Linked DNA regions of Mus musculus: region 1 is linked to region 2. Evidence: chromatin contacts called from public promoter capture Hi-C data. All regions are on one chromosome and are shown on one strand. Each heading gives the region's core, a stretch centred on a gene start, on an enhancer-like site or on the middle of the called end of the contact. The rest is flanking DNA. Distances are from core to core; before and after follow the strand shown.

Region 1 (6,706 bases), core at 417-2,916, 60 kb before region 2:
GGGAGCCCGGGCATGAAAAGCTCTGGGGATTCCCACTAGAGGTCTGGGACTTAGGTGAGATGGAGAACTAAGGAGAAAGCTGGTCTGAGCCAGAGGAGTTGGTCAGCAGCCTCGCTTTACTTTTGGGGTTGGTAACAAGCCTCACAATTCACCTCTTGACCAGGCTAGCTCTCTGACTTCAATAGGCCAGTGACGGTGACAGAGGTAGGTGTTTCCTTTAGCTCTGAGGAGATTTAGGCCCTCAGTCCTCTTAAAGTAGCCAAGAGAGGATGAACTCGTATAGCTCAGGCTGGCCTCCAACTGCCTCTGGTTAGCCAAGGATAGCTTTGAATCTTGATCTTCCTGCCTCTATATAAGGTGTGCTGGGCTTCTGGGCATAAGCTACCATGCCTACTTTATTTAGTGTTAGGGATTGGACTCCAGACTTTGTACTAGGGATTGAACCATAGGCTTTGTGTACGTTAGGAAAGCCCTTTACTAATTGAGTTAGATTCCTAGCCTTGCAAGGTCTTCAAGCCTGGGTTAGCCTTAGGAACCCCCCTGCTTCAGTGCTGGGATCTCAGGCATTTCTGCAGGTATCATTTTGAATAAACACAAAACCCAACTGAGAATCAACATCCCTGCCCCCTGCAGCTCTTTCCAGGCCTAGTGTGACCATATGAGGGACATAAGAGTGTCAGAGGACCAGCGTGAAGACTTCCAGGACAGCCTGAGAAGAGACCTAGGGGCCATACTCGATAGCTTGCAGGAGACCTGTAGAGCAGGGACCCTGGCACAGGACCAATATGTGGCCTTTGTCCTGGGCTGGAGAAGCTTTGTGCGGCAGAGTTGAGTTGTCAGGCAGCTGTGGAGGACACAGGCCCAGCAGGCTTTTGCAGTGGGGCGAGTCACCCTAGGGTGGTGCCATGAGGCCTCAGCCCAGGTGGCCCTGTACTGGATCCTGTGGATGTACCAGCCCTGCCTAGGCCAGGTCTACCAGGCTCATGCTGCCCAGCAGCTGACAACGCGGTGAGTGCCCGAGACCGGAGGGCAACCTCACACCATGCTTCCAGGCGAGGTCTTGAACTTGGATTTTGGTAATGGGGAGCACATTGCGTGGCTGAGTGGTACCTGTCTGTCTGTCTGTCTGCCAGGAGGACAGAGACATCCTGATCTTTGGAGCGGATCCCAATTCTGTCACTTTCTAGTGTCACCCATCCTTGGAAAAGCTCCTGACTTTAACTGCCTTATGTCTTAGCCTGGGCAAGTGTGCGCATGCACTCAACAGAAGTGGGCAGTGCACTGGCATTCCCCAGGGGAGGGGACAGGATGTAGCTGTTAGCACTGCCCTCTCTGTCCCTTGAAACAGGACAGTTGCCTCTGCTGTCTGATATTTTACCCCTTTCATGCATATTTGGTGGATCATCAAAAATAGGGATGGGAGGGGCCAGGCTGAGCATTTGTCTTTGGCTCTAACAGGCTCCTCCTTTTTCTCCAGAGTCCCAGAGGTCGGGATGCAGTTAGCGGCCCAGGCTTATGTCCAACAAACTGCTATCACCCAATGCTGGCAGCGGCTTCGGGGTCTCCTTAGGACCCACCGGGTTCAGTCTCAGTCAACTCTGTTCAAACAGAAGCTGGAGCCACAGACCCAGGCACAGGGCATGGACTTAGGACACTGGCTTAGGCTGGCCAGCAGAGGGCATCTCCTGCTACTGACGGACACCACATACTTTTGGATGCGTGTGAGTTGTGTGTGTGTGTGGTGTGGTGTCAACTTTCCAAAACAAACCCTTAAAATCACTTGGTTTCTGCCCACGATGGGATTGTGGCTAGACACTTCTCCAGGGGCAAACATATTTACAGACACCACACAACCCAGTGCAGGGTGGCCAACAACAGGGTGGAAGCGGGAGGATCCATTAGCAAACCTCTTGAGTGACAGCCCTGTGCAGGTCTGCCTTCAAAGGGTCTCTATTAGGGAGATGGACACTGTTTAAAAGTGTTTGTGGCTGGGCACGGTGTTGTGTGCCTTTAATCCCAGTATTAGGAAGGCAGAGGCAGGCAGAGGCAAGATCTCCGGGAGTTTGAAGCTAGCTAGGGCTGAATAATTAAACTGTCTCAAAGGGGGAAAAAAGTATCCATGGGTGAGCAGGGTGTCTGGGCAGGTAAAGGCACTTGCCATGCCAACCCAATGACTTGATTTGATTATCACAACTGATGTGAAGGCAGAAGGAGACAATAAACTCCAGAGTTGTCCTCTGGCTGTCATGCTCACCAAGGCATGCCTGCCCTTCCTGACACGTATACCACAAACACCACATAGTTTTTTTAAGAGAGACGCTGGACAAATGTTCACTAAGCTACACCTTCAGATCTTAAATTCAGTTACAGCACCATCTGGGAGCTGGAGAGATGGTTCCATGGTAACTGGTTGCTCTTTCTAGAGGGACCAGAGTTCGTTTCCCAGCACCCACATCCACATTGGTGGCTTTCAACCCTGTGAAGCTCAAGCTCCGGGTGATCTGTTGACTCAATGGCCTGTTCTGGCTTCCATAGGTGTGTGCACACGCACGTGCGCGCGCACACACACATACACACGCACACACATACACACACGCACACACACACATGCACACAAAAATAAATTACGCTAAGCATTTAAAAACAGCTATATGGAGACAGCAATTTTTTTTTAATTGGAAAAATGCAATGTGCTCATTTTAGAAAATAAAGTAGAAATTTGGGTTTTTCTCTTTTCTGTACCAAAAAGTCACCTTCAGACCAGAAGTTCTTAGCTCTGACACAACAGTGAGAGGCTGAAGGCCTATCAGGAGGAGAGAGATAATCACAAATGCCAGGTGCAAGAAACAACACTGCCTAGAGGTCTGCAGATGTAACTAGGGGACTCAGCCCAAGTCCCTGGCAGGCTAGACAGTGTTCCCAAAGACAATCTGGCCTCACCAAGACTCTTGCTCAGATGCCAGAGGAACAGAATTAACTTTGGAAAGAACATAAGGCATCAAAGTGGCTTTGCCTTTGAAACAGAATTGCAAGACTAGCGTTGCTGGGTTTCAGAATCCTCGTACGGGCTCAGGGTGCTGGCACACCATGGGCCTCATGCTGTTGGGCTTGTTGATGTTACAGGCTTTGTAGACCCAGCTTATACAGTCCAGGTGGCTTCAAGCTCATGAGGCAGCCTCTCGCCCTCTTGCCTCAGCGTCGTGAAATTTCACCAGTACACTAGAACCTTTTAAAAGTATATGTACTTTCATTCTCTTCTTGTTAGTGAAGGCAGGGCTGATATGCTGATAAACTGAGGTTTCTAGAAACACGCAGACACTGAGAATGGTACCCAGGGTCCTGCTCTTTACCACAGGTTCATGCATGCCCAGGTAGCCTTCCCCTGGCAACACGTGCAGGTGGCGAGCCATTCTGTGGTGCTGTGAATCCCCTGTGTATGCTGCATTAGTTGGGAGCCCAGACCTTGGAGTCAGGCCACATGTGAGAGGCAAGGCTTCGGCAACATCTAAAGCTTAATTCAGGAGCATAATGTCAATCTCAGGGCTGGCCTGAGCTCCACCGCAGTACTGAGCCAGCCTCTGCTTAGATGTTTTCAGCCAACGGGGAGGATGGTCAGAGGGAGCTGTGCCACTACGGGTGGCTTGCCTCATCTGGGGGTCTTGGGACTCCTGAGTGTCAGGTGAAGCGCCCCATTATGCACGCAGGTGGGAGCCTGCTCTGGCAGGAGGCAGGCAGGACCCCCTTGTGGTCAGCAGGGTCAAGCCCATTGCAGTTGGTCCTTGTCCCCCTGCTCTTCCTTCAGACTCACAGCTGCTGGCCACCTGCTGTAGAGAATGTGCTGCTCAGCCTGGCACGGCCACATGGAAGAGGCACAGAGGACCACAACCTGGGCTTTGAGTCTCAGTCCTCAGGCCACACCCTTTGAAACAATGCCCCTGTCCATCTCTTCTTGAGTGTCCCAGCTACTTGAAGAATTCCCTTCTTTTCCCATTAGCGCCTTGGGCCAGCCCACAGCCTGGAGACTTGAGGGGTAGGTGGGTGGGGCTTCTGTTCTTTTAAATCAAGGCATCATCCTCTCCTGACCCAAGTCTCCTTTTCAGGTGTCACAGAGAGACCCCTCTGCCCAGCCCTCGAGTTCTGGCTGCCACTGCCTGCACGGGCCCTCCACTGGCCCCCTACAGGAATAGGTGAGCCCTGCAGCTCTGAGACTAGGGCCCTGAAGGGCCAAGGCCAGGCTCCTCAAAGGTGGACCAGCTGTGCATGGGAGGGGTGGTCAGTCCCTTCAGGCAAGGGATTTTTCAACTCTGGCAGAATGGCCGAGCCTGGGCCTCTTGTTCTTTGCTGTTGAAGAGGTTAGATGTTCTTGGCCTGCAGGGACAGGTACCTATAGTGTTGGCATAGTCAGGTTTCCCAGCAGGCCTGGAGCCTGGCAAGGGCATGGCAGCGCTGGGTAGATGTTCACTGGGTGGAGCAGCTGTCTTGGGCTCTGGTAGGGAGGCTCAGCTCCTCTGTACCAAGCAGAGGCCCTGGGAACAACTCCCCACTCATCCTATGTATCCCTTGGCTAGCTGGAGGCACTAACTACTAATTGCACCTCATGCCCAAAGCCTTAGGGATGGGCTCAGGTGTGATCACTTATTAACATTTCTTAGGTGATGGCCCCTTGTCACATCTCCTTCACCCTGGGGTGGCAGCAGAAGGGCCAGGGCTGACAGGATGGCAGAGGATCTTTTCTATCAACTCTCTCTGTAGCTCAGACAATGGCACCTGGAACAGGCGTGGAGGACATGGCAGAAAAAGGTCCTTCAGCTCCGGGTGGCTCAACAGCTACACCAGAGAGAAGAGAGCCGGGTCCTTTTCCAGGTGACTTTACCTTGGTTCACCCAGCCAGCCCTCCAAGACCAGTGCCACCTCCAGGCTGAGCCAGGGAGAGGGGAGGGTGTCCCTGCTCACCACCCTGCGCTATCCTCATTCAGTTGAATTGGCCATTGGTTACAGAGCACACAGCCTGGACATTAGAGCCCTTGACTAGGGGCCTCAAGCCCAGCCAAGTATCAGTTTCACTCACTCAGAGAACCAGTCTGTTTGTGGCAGTGGCTCCCCATGCTGGTCCTTGCAGGGCCTGCGTCCAGAACAGATGTCTTGTTTGCAGGTCACGGGGCATAGCTTCCCGGGTCACAAGTCCAGTCTATTCTGAGCCTAGATATTTGGGCAGAGACAGGGTGGGCTGGCTGCCAGGGCAAAGGAAAGGGCCTCTGGTTGAGACACACAGAACATGGCTTAGGTGTCAAGTCTGACAGGCCCAGTACAGACCCTGGAGGGAGCCTGAGACAAGCAGTACTTCCTGCCCTGCCTCCAAGCCTTTGAAAAGTGGCACCAGCGTTTGGTAGCCAAGAGCCCATGAGAAGAACTAGCAGCAGCCTGTGCTCCTGGAAACAGTTTACAGTGGCTCAGGTGTAGCAGGCATGGGGTGAGTAGGGGCCAGCAGCAGCTATGAAATATTCCTGAGAAATAAGAGAACCAAGCCCAGCCTTCCGAGGGAGGGAACAGGCCCACAGTTGGAGGGGCCAGCGCCTGGAGCTCTGGGACAATAAAAGGACCTCCTCCTCCTGGCTGCTTCTGCTCATTCTCTCCAAGGCTGCTCTCCACTGCAGTCACCCAGGCCTGGGAGACGAGGGCAGGAACCCCCTGCTCTCCCTAAGTTGCTCTACGGACCGCTTTCTCCCATTCCCTGACTCAAACAAGACCAGCAGGCTGGGAGCAGTCATCTGTGCCTGCCAGTCACTGCCCCAGGCAGCCAGGCCTGAGGGCTGACTGGGGAGGAGTGCCAGGGACAGCCCCTAGTCTAGGCCCAACAGAGAAGACGGTGCAGCTGGCAGGAGTCTGCTCAGAAGCAAGGGAGCAGGCTTCATACAGCCACGGGAAGAGCTGGGCCCTGCCCAGGTAAATCTCGCTAAGAGGACAGAAAACAAGGCCAAGAGCAAGCCTCCATTGAGGACAGAACGCTTTTAACCCTGAAGGGGCACTTTCTTCCCAGCCACAGAACAGACACAACCAACCTTCTGCAGAGGCAGAACTCCTGCACTCTTTGGCCTAAGATGGCAAGAAAGGCTTGTGTTACCAGCCAGGCCTCTCTTGGGGACCTGGTGTGTAGTCCGCTGAGCAGGGAGGAGGTTTCTGTACCCTCATTTGCACATCTCTTCCTACCTCCTTCAGTATTTCACAGTGCCTACTGTCTGTCTCACACAGACCCCAGGTCAAAGTTCACCTCCTAGAGGCTGCCTTGGTGCAGTGGCTGGGCAATCTCTGGTCTCCTCCCCCTGAGGATGGAGGCGCTTGCCACAGCAAGAACACGGGCTCTGGGCTTGAGCAGAGAGCATCAGCCTCCTCGACGGGGCATCTTAGGTCCAGCCAGAGCCGGGACGCTTCCTGCTAGTCTAGCTGCCATTATCCTGTGTAGAGAGATGAGGGAGAGGGGCTCCAGGTGAGGAAGATACCGGGATGCAGGCTCACGGAGCCTGTGTCTCTCTCTCCGTGGTGTGCCTGTTGAGGGATGCAGGCTCACAGAGCCTGTGTCTCTCTCTCCATGGTGTGCCTGTTGAGAGATGCAGGCTCATGGAGCCTGTGTCTCTCTCTCCGTGGGATGCCTGTTGAGCAGCTCAAACGTGTCCTCCACCACCTGCCACAGGCAGCTGTCCAGCGGGAA
Region 2 (7,628 bases), core at 3,985-6,484:
GAACCCCTAGACAGAACCACTACCAGAGTCCTGGTGAATTTGAGATCACTCTACAAGCTGGCAAGCAAGCTGTCCTGAGCCAGGACCGACCAAAGGTCCAACCTTAGGAGAAAGCCAATGGCCCCTGTTGTGGTCGCTACTCGAGCCCAGCTTCCCAGTGCACTCCCGACTCGGCCTCTTCCCGAGGACTTGTAGGGGAACCTGTGTGGCTGCTGGTCTCGGGGCCCAGGTAGGAGTGGGATGCTCTTGCCCTTGTGCTTCATTACTTCATGGCTTCTTTCTCTCCTGGCTGCTGGTCCTCTCGGAACCAACATCTGAGTAGGGACATTTGCATTCATCTTCCTGCAACCCAAGGCCCTTGTGGCAGCTGTTCTTTGGATACATGTGGCATTCATTTGTTTTAGATTCTTTTTAAATCATGGAACTTGGTGGTAGGCATCTGTGATACGCTTGGCTTCTAGTAGTGTGGCCACCAGGCCTGGCAGAGTCCTCTGACCAGCACTCGGGAAATTGTTCCACGGCCATGGTCAGGGGCTACCTTGGATCTTTAGGGCTGACAGTGACCCTGGCCCTCTGTTTTCCCCATTTGCTTACCTTTTTACCAGAAAGAGCTTGACTTACTCTGTTTTCAACTTCTGACTGGGGGTTGGGAGTGGGGTGGGGGTTGAAACTCTTCCCAAGTAGTTGGGAAAATAGCTAAGCATGGTTGTGTTTGGCCGCTGCCAGCTTCATTTTATGGCTGATTTCAATTCCTGCCCTGCTGTGTGCTCTATCAAGAAGAAAACCAGTTGCTCCCACTAAGAGAAAAGTGTGACACACCACAGAACTGTCTTCCCAGCCTGGTGGGTTTGCAGAATTGTAGCCTGTGGAGGACCTCAGTCCACAGCTTCCCTGCCTCCAAGCCAGTCCTGTTGTGATTTGTCCATCGAGTGTGTGTGTGTGTGTGTGTGACCATCAGTTTAGCCCAGAGTGGACAGGGTCCAGGCATACCCACCCTGGCCCATGCTCCTCTAGGACACTCAGTTTTCTGGGTCCCTGCTGAACCTGCCTTTCCAGAAAAGCCCAAAGACAACAGCTTTTTCACCTGTGAACTATAACTAAGCCGTGGACCCCTCCACCCATGGCAGTCCCTTCGAACTAGTGGCTCAGTCTCTTACTTGTCGAAGCTTGGTCCCCCACCCCATCCCCCAATGCACCACAGCACCTTGTCAGACACAGTTCCATGGGGGGTCACTGAGGTTGGCTTGAGGCAGTTTCCTGGCTGGCTTCTGCGCCTGGGCATTTGTGTGGCTCCGGTACTGCTGTGGGAGTTGGGTATTTTATGAGATGTCTGCATGTGACCTTGTTAAGCAGTTCCAGCTGGGACGGACATTAGCTTGACTCAGCTAGCCATGTGACAGTTTGATGCAGACCTTGGTGACAAGAAAGCTTCCGGAGAGGCCAGCCCAGCCTTCCTGGCCCAGCCATGTTGACAAGGAGAGTTGCCCTTGGCTCCTGTGGACCTCAGAGACTGTCCAGTTGCAGCTTCCGCCTTTCGGTCATACTGTGTTTATACGGTAACATTAGCTGATTCCACTGTGTAGATAAATGGTATCTTTTTTAATTTGTAAAAGTCTATTTTTATTTGGCCCTTTGGAAGGTGGACGTTCTTGTGGTCACTCTTAAGTCAGAATAAAAATGTCTGCACCTTCTCTGTAGACCTTGTCTCCACGGTGCTCGCTCGCTCTTAAGTAGGGAAAGTTAAGGCGCTGTAGCAAAGCAGTCTGTTTCTAAGACAAGGTCTGATGGAACGCAGGCGATGACCTGAGCTGCCCTGCCCCTCCGTACCTTCCACATGCTGGGATTCCAGGTCTCTGCCATCAGACCCAGCCAGGAAAGGCAGTCTGCTGGCCCGCACCTCCCTTTCACTGCCTGTCCCCACCCCTCTTTCTTCTGCGGCACCTGTCACCTATGCACACTTTTGGTCTGTTGATCTTTTCTTCCTGCCAGCTGCACCAGGGCAACAGTGGACAGTCTGTCTGGGGACTTACCCCAGAGACGAGAGCCTAACAGCAGCCTGAGGAGAGGAAGCCCTCCCAGCTCTCCTGGTGTGTGCTTGCACATACGCATGCGCTTCTGCCTGCTTGTCTTATTTTACAAGGAATACCACTTGCTGTGTCTGTGCTGCCTTGTCACCAGTCATAGCCCGTCAGGCCCCTGCCCTGTCACCATGTCTGTCCCATGACATCTGGGGGACACCCCTAGCAGCTCCTTTTTTTCCTTAGCAATTATGACTCCCAACTCCCGATGTAGGCTTTTCCCTCCCATTCACGCTGGTCCTCGCACGTCACTCTTCCCTGACTGGCTCTCTGCGTGCTTTTCCCGCCCATTCACGCTGGTCCTCGCACGTCACTCTCCCCTGACTGGCTCTATGCGTGCTTTTCCCTACCATTCACACGGGTCCACTTATGTCACTCTCCCCTGACTGGCTCTCTGCATGCTTTTCCCTCCCATTCATGCTGGTCCTCGCACGTCACTCTCCCCTGACTGGCTCTATGCATGCTTTTCCCTCCCATTCACGCTGGTCCTCACATGTCACTCTCCACTGACTGGCTCTCTGTACTCTCTAATTTGAGATCCAGGTAGAAAGTGGGTTTTTGTTTTGTTTTTTAACTGAGTAAGTGTCTCACGCATAGCACTGACTGTCCTGGAACACACTGTGTAGACCAGGCTAGTCTTGACTTTACAGAGATCTGCCGACCCCTTTCTCCCCAGTGCTGGGACTAAGGTATATGTGACCATGCCTGGCTCAGACAGGAATATTTTGATTGGAAGTGATTGAAGTTCTTCCTCAATCTCCAGCCAATCACTGTCTGCTCCTGGCCTTGCTGCCCCTCAACAGGTGTGCACGATACTACTCGGGTTATCCTCCCCATTTTTATATAACATGCCCAGTACAGGTTAGGGACACAAGTACACAGGCACACGCACATGCGTGCGCACACACAGACACACACAAGCACACAGGGGGGTTAGCAAACCATATCCTATTGGAGCTATAAGATGACCTGAGTGATCTCAGAGAAGAAGCAGTGTTCACTATGAGCCCTGAATGTGTTCTCTGCTTAGAGCAGTGCCTTTCACAAGCTGGTATAAAAACACTGCACCTTAGCCAGACTTGGTAATGTAGCAAGGCAGGTCTCCTAGAGTCTGAGGCCAGCCAAAGCTACATAAACTAAAAGTAAATAAGGTACTGCATGTTTCCTGGTGGTTCTCTCCTCCACGCAACGTACAAGTTGAAGCTCCACAGTCCTGTGTTAGGGAGATTGTGGCTATTTTCAAATGCCTCTGGCTCCCTGAGTTTGATCTCCAGCACCGAGTGATACACGTGGATAGGTGGTGACGCAGCAGTGGGGTAGCCCACAAATCGTTTGAACTGGCCACCCATCAGCCTGTAAACCTTCCTCCTCTCAGCTGCTTAACCCACCCTCCATTCACACTTGCCCATACTCAGAGAGTGAAATTCACATGGTCACAGCAGCTGGCACTCTGTAACAGATCTGGGCAGTTTCTGGTTCTCTAAATGCCCCTTAAAGCCACCCAGGCTCTAACCAGAAAGGAATGCTTGAAACTTCTGAGCAGAGATGTCATTACCTGTCCTCAGGAAAAGGTGTGTTCGTGTTCCCTTTTCATGAATTAAAAATAAATGCCCTTTTCAGCCTGGGTGGACTTTCCCGGGTTCTGTGATGGAGGCAGAGCATTTTGAGGACTATGACGTGAGGCTCCCCCCCCACACACACACACACAGCAAGAAGAGGGAGGGAAGGAGGGAGAAATGAGGGATCAAGGCTGGGGAGAGCAAAGAACTGAGGGCAGAAGCCAAAGAAGCACATCAGGGCCTCGGCGTCTGTCCTTGGTGCTGAAGTTTATTCTTTTTTTTTTTTTCCAACTGCTTTCTGAAAAGGGTGAGGATCTACCTTAATATGCAGAGTGGGAGAGGCAAGACCCCACTAGACCACTCATCTACATTTAACATCGATCGTGATAGATGAAGGCAGGAAGCCGCAGCTCCAGGAGGGTGTTCACCACGCCACAGTGGCAATGTGACCAAGCTGCGTGACACACCACAAGGGCTTAGGATCTTTTGCGATCTGCTCAAGCAGAATCGACTGCCTTTTCCTCCTTGGCTGTTATCTTCGGTACTACAAAGAGAAAAATATACTGGCTTGATGATCTGCCTTTACTGGGCTAAATTGTTCCACTTGAACAGCGATCAACTATTTCCCACAAGCCACAGTCTAGCCTCTGTGATTAAACCGGCAAGCAAGGCACTGGTAAGCATTAATGAGGCAGTCTTGGCCCTGTATTCTAACTCCCCAGTGCTTGTGGCTCAGACCCTGCAGCAGCTGTTGTCATTGTCTTGAAACTCAAGGGACACCCATCGTAGTGAGGAAGAACTCACAGAGAAAATGATACATGCATCAGGCTCTCAGCTGCCAAAGATGCTCCCTGGTAGTGTCCCTTGGCAAGGTTTGAGCCCTAACAAGACCCCACCTGACCTCTATCCCATTTCCATCCACAGCTCCTCTTACCCGGAAGCTGTTGCAGCCTAGTCCACTCTGGGCTCCAATCCTGTCAATCCTACCCCCGAAGCAGCTGGATCTTCGTAGGCTCCGAGGGCCAGCGAGCAGAGCCCTCAGTTTGCTTTTCAAGAGGGCAGATCTATCGGAGGGGTCCCAGGGGCTGCGCCCTAGAGCACTGCCGTCTCTCAGAGGTGGGTTGACCTCCCCAGTCCAGGGAGGCACCTCGGGGAGGGAGCTAAGTGCGGCCCCTGCTTCCTCAGTCTGCTCACTCAGGGCCTGCGGGGGCATGACCTCATCTTCTACCGGCATCTTCTCCTCCAGGTGGTCTAGCAGGTTCTTTATAAAGGCAAAATAAATACAGAGAAAGGGGACGTCTCAGGAATGGACCCAGTACCAAAGAGACCCTGGTCCCAGTCTGTGTCCCACTTCCTGGCCCTACCTTGAAATCCATCAGATCTGTGTTGGACACCGCACTGTACACAGGATTTGCTCCAATATGGCCTGGAAGCCAAAAGGCCAAGACGAGGAAGAAGCCCAGGGTGATGGAGAAGGAGCCCATGCTGGCGTGGGTCGGGGCACGATCTGATGTTTGCTGTCTCTGCCCACTCTGGTTTCTTTCTCTCTCTCTCTCAGCTTTTGTCCGTCACTGTCTCCTAGCTGCCAGCATCTCCCGTTTTTATAGCCCCCCAGCTCTTTGAGAAGGCAGGGGGGCTAGAACCCTCCCCATTCTGTCACTTGCAGCGATAAAGCGATGGAGTGAGGAGCCAGCAGAAGATGCCCTTTTAAAGTTATCAGTTCGGCAAAGCTTGTCACGGCCCCTTTGCCTTGAGCAGCTCCACTCACCCCCCTCCCCCAGACCCTCAGCTGCAAGAGTCACATTCTTGCTGATTTGCCTCAAGAGGCCCCCACTTCAAAGGTGTGAGAGGAGCAGAAAAGAGTCCTTGGTTATCTTCCTGGGCGCTCGCCTCAGGATTCTTTCTCCCTGGCAACAGGACCCATGCAGGGAAGCAGAGGGTGACGGCTGGCCTGCACCCAGCTCCCCCTGCTTGCTGCTCAGCTGTCAGGGGCTCCAAATAAGGGCGGGAGAGGAGGCAATGACAGGCAGCTGGGAGGCCAGCTAGGCTGGCCAGGGAGTACACATGCTGGAGCTAGCTTCACACCTGATTCATCGGCCTCGTGGGTGGACCTCTGGCCCCAGACAGCCCACCCCCACCCTAGATGTCCCTGTTAGCAGTCAGGTGAAAGAGCTATTATTTTTTTTTTAGAGTATGAAGTCAGCCAGGAAGCCAACATGATACAGGCTCTAAAGAATTCAGCTACACGTGTAAACACCAAGGGATGTTAGAAGAGCATATTTCCTCTAAAGTTTATTTTTACTGCCTCCCAAGACTCGTGTCCAAGGTGCCAACAGGATGGGTTTGGAGGATGAAACCACTTTTCTTCTTTCCAAAGCCCAGACTCTGAGCATGAAATATGTGGTGGTCCCACCCTTCCCAGGGAAATAGAAGGAGGAGGTAAGGGATTGAGGGGGGGACACATACACCATTCTCCATAATGTCCTTCATGACCTTTGAGACCAAGGAAGTGAGCCATGAATTCTTCTGGCAGCCTCAGGAGCATGAGCAGGCAGTCCACCTTTAACAAGTGGTCTCCACACCCCAGTGTAGCCATTTTCGACATATGTATGCTTTGTGTGTGTGATAAGTGTGTGCATTTTCTGCTGCTCTCTGCTTTCTGACCGTCTTAATGGGCTATTGGAAGACTTCCACGCCCATTGACCCTGTGGCTGCCTGGTGGAGTTGTCATGTGGCTGGAAGTCACAAGAGGTGTCTGCGGTGATGTTTTCTCTAAGATAGAAAAAGAGAGCCCTTTGAGAAAGCTGGGGGTTGTAGGCAACCAATTTGGGTTGGCCAATCTCTCCTTGAAGTCTGAAATCTGTGCAAGTTCACACTGTCGCCTCCGGATGAGTCCCTGGGATGCGCTCACTGCTTAATTGTGTGCCTGGGGATTATTATTAGCAGAGAGGACTAGGCGAGCAGCCCTACTGGGGGAACTCGGGCTCCTTGCTGTGTGTGTCACATGACCTACCTCCTGGAGATGGTCTTTGAGTTGGGCAAAGACTTGAAGAACGGCTGAGGCGGGTGGCCTCAGACAAGTGCTGTTGCTTTTCTGTTCTGAGCCACATCTGAAGTCTCTATGTGGCCCTAGGAGAGCTATGATCCTGACCAGTGCCCCAGGAGTGCAATTTCAAGGTTTGCCCATCTTTTTTTGGCTAGAGTCAACTTTCCAGGGTGGAACTGGAGGGGACGTGAATGTCATCCACTGAGACTCTGTGACCTCAGGGTTTCCTTGAGGGGCAGGGGCAAAAGATGCTCTGCTGTGATGCTCTGCATGCTCTCCGTACCTCAGTGCCGCCATGTCCAACACAGTGTATAATACTGTGTCTGACAAGTGGTGGAGCCCATCACCCACTCAGCCCAGTCCTCTAGAAGCCTTTGATTTGAGCACCAATCGGAAGGCAACCCAATGTGAAGTTTCTCTCCATATCTCTAGTCCTGCTCTGCTTTGGGGTACCTTCCTGAGATGTCCAGAAGCCAGCCAGCCTTAGCTTTAGGAATGATAAAAAGAAAAGCAATAGGTAGGGCTGGGTGTATGCTTGATCTCCCAAGCAGGAGGACCTGAGGCCGAGTCCTCGGCATCATTCATAGACCCAGGCAGGGATGCTGGCACAGCATGCAATGCTGGGAGACGAAGACATGAGACTCTCTGGAACTTGCTGCCTGCCAGCCTAGCCCGCCCAAACAAACAAACAAACAAAAAATAACTTCAGGTTCAGTGAGAGACCTCACTTCTAGCAATGATTCTCAGCCTTCAATGCAGTTCCTCGGGTTGCAGTGACCTCCAACTTTAAAATTACTTTGCAGCTACTCCATAACTAATTTTGCTACCATTACGAGTCACACTGCAAATATCTGATACGCAGGATATCTGATATGTGACCTCTGTGAAAGGGTCATTCAACCCAAACATCAAAGGGGTCGTGACAGCAAAGGGGTTGGCCCATTG

The links. Promoter capture Hi-C pulls out the DNA fragments that hold promoters and counts their contacts.
Region 1: a promoter capture Hi-C map of neural stem cells shows a contact between it and region 2. The contact joins the enhancer-like site here to the promoter of Nppa in region 2. A contact is called at or near these places in 5 of 39 promoter capture datasets (cranial neural crest, embryonic stem cells and neural stem cells), 8 of 484 Hi-C or Micro-C datasets (the G1E-ER4 cell line, the HL-1 cell line, embryonic stem cells and 1 more) and 4 of 9 other capture datasets (adipose tissue, embryonic stem cells, liver and 1 more).

Annotation. Positions count from the first base shown.
Region 1 is chr4:148,055,496-148,062,201 of GRCm38.p6, reverse strand. It overlaps Mthfr (methylenetetrahydrofolate reductase), which reads right to left. Exons shown (of 12, transcript NM_010840.3): 12 at 2,640-6,706. The coding sequence ends at 6,614. It overlaps Gm13201 (a long non-coding RNA gene), which reads left to right. Exons shown (of 10, transcript XR_004691353.1): 9 at 1,478-1,721; 10 at 4,101-4,209. Among named protein-coding and RNA genes, the nearest start is that of Gm13201, 18 kb to the left of the region's middle. Within about 2 kb of position 1,666, at least 15 of the 459 cell types and tissues checked have an H3K27ac peak or open chromatin away from gene starts, as enhancers often do. A contact at or near this core is called in neural stem cells, where this site is marked.
Region 2 is chr4:147,998,328-148,005,955 of GRCm38.p6, reverse strand. It overlaps Nppa (natriuretic peptide type A), which reads right to left and starts at 5,234. Exons shown (of 3, transcript NM_008725.3): 1 at 5,002-5,234; 2 at 4,572-4,898; 3 at 3,882-4,181. The coding sequence starts at 5,121. The coding sequence ends at 4,170. Clcn6 (chloride channel, voltage-sensitive 6) reads left to right here. Exons shown (of 23, transcript NM_011929.3): 23 at 1-1,697.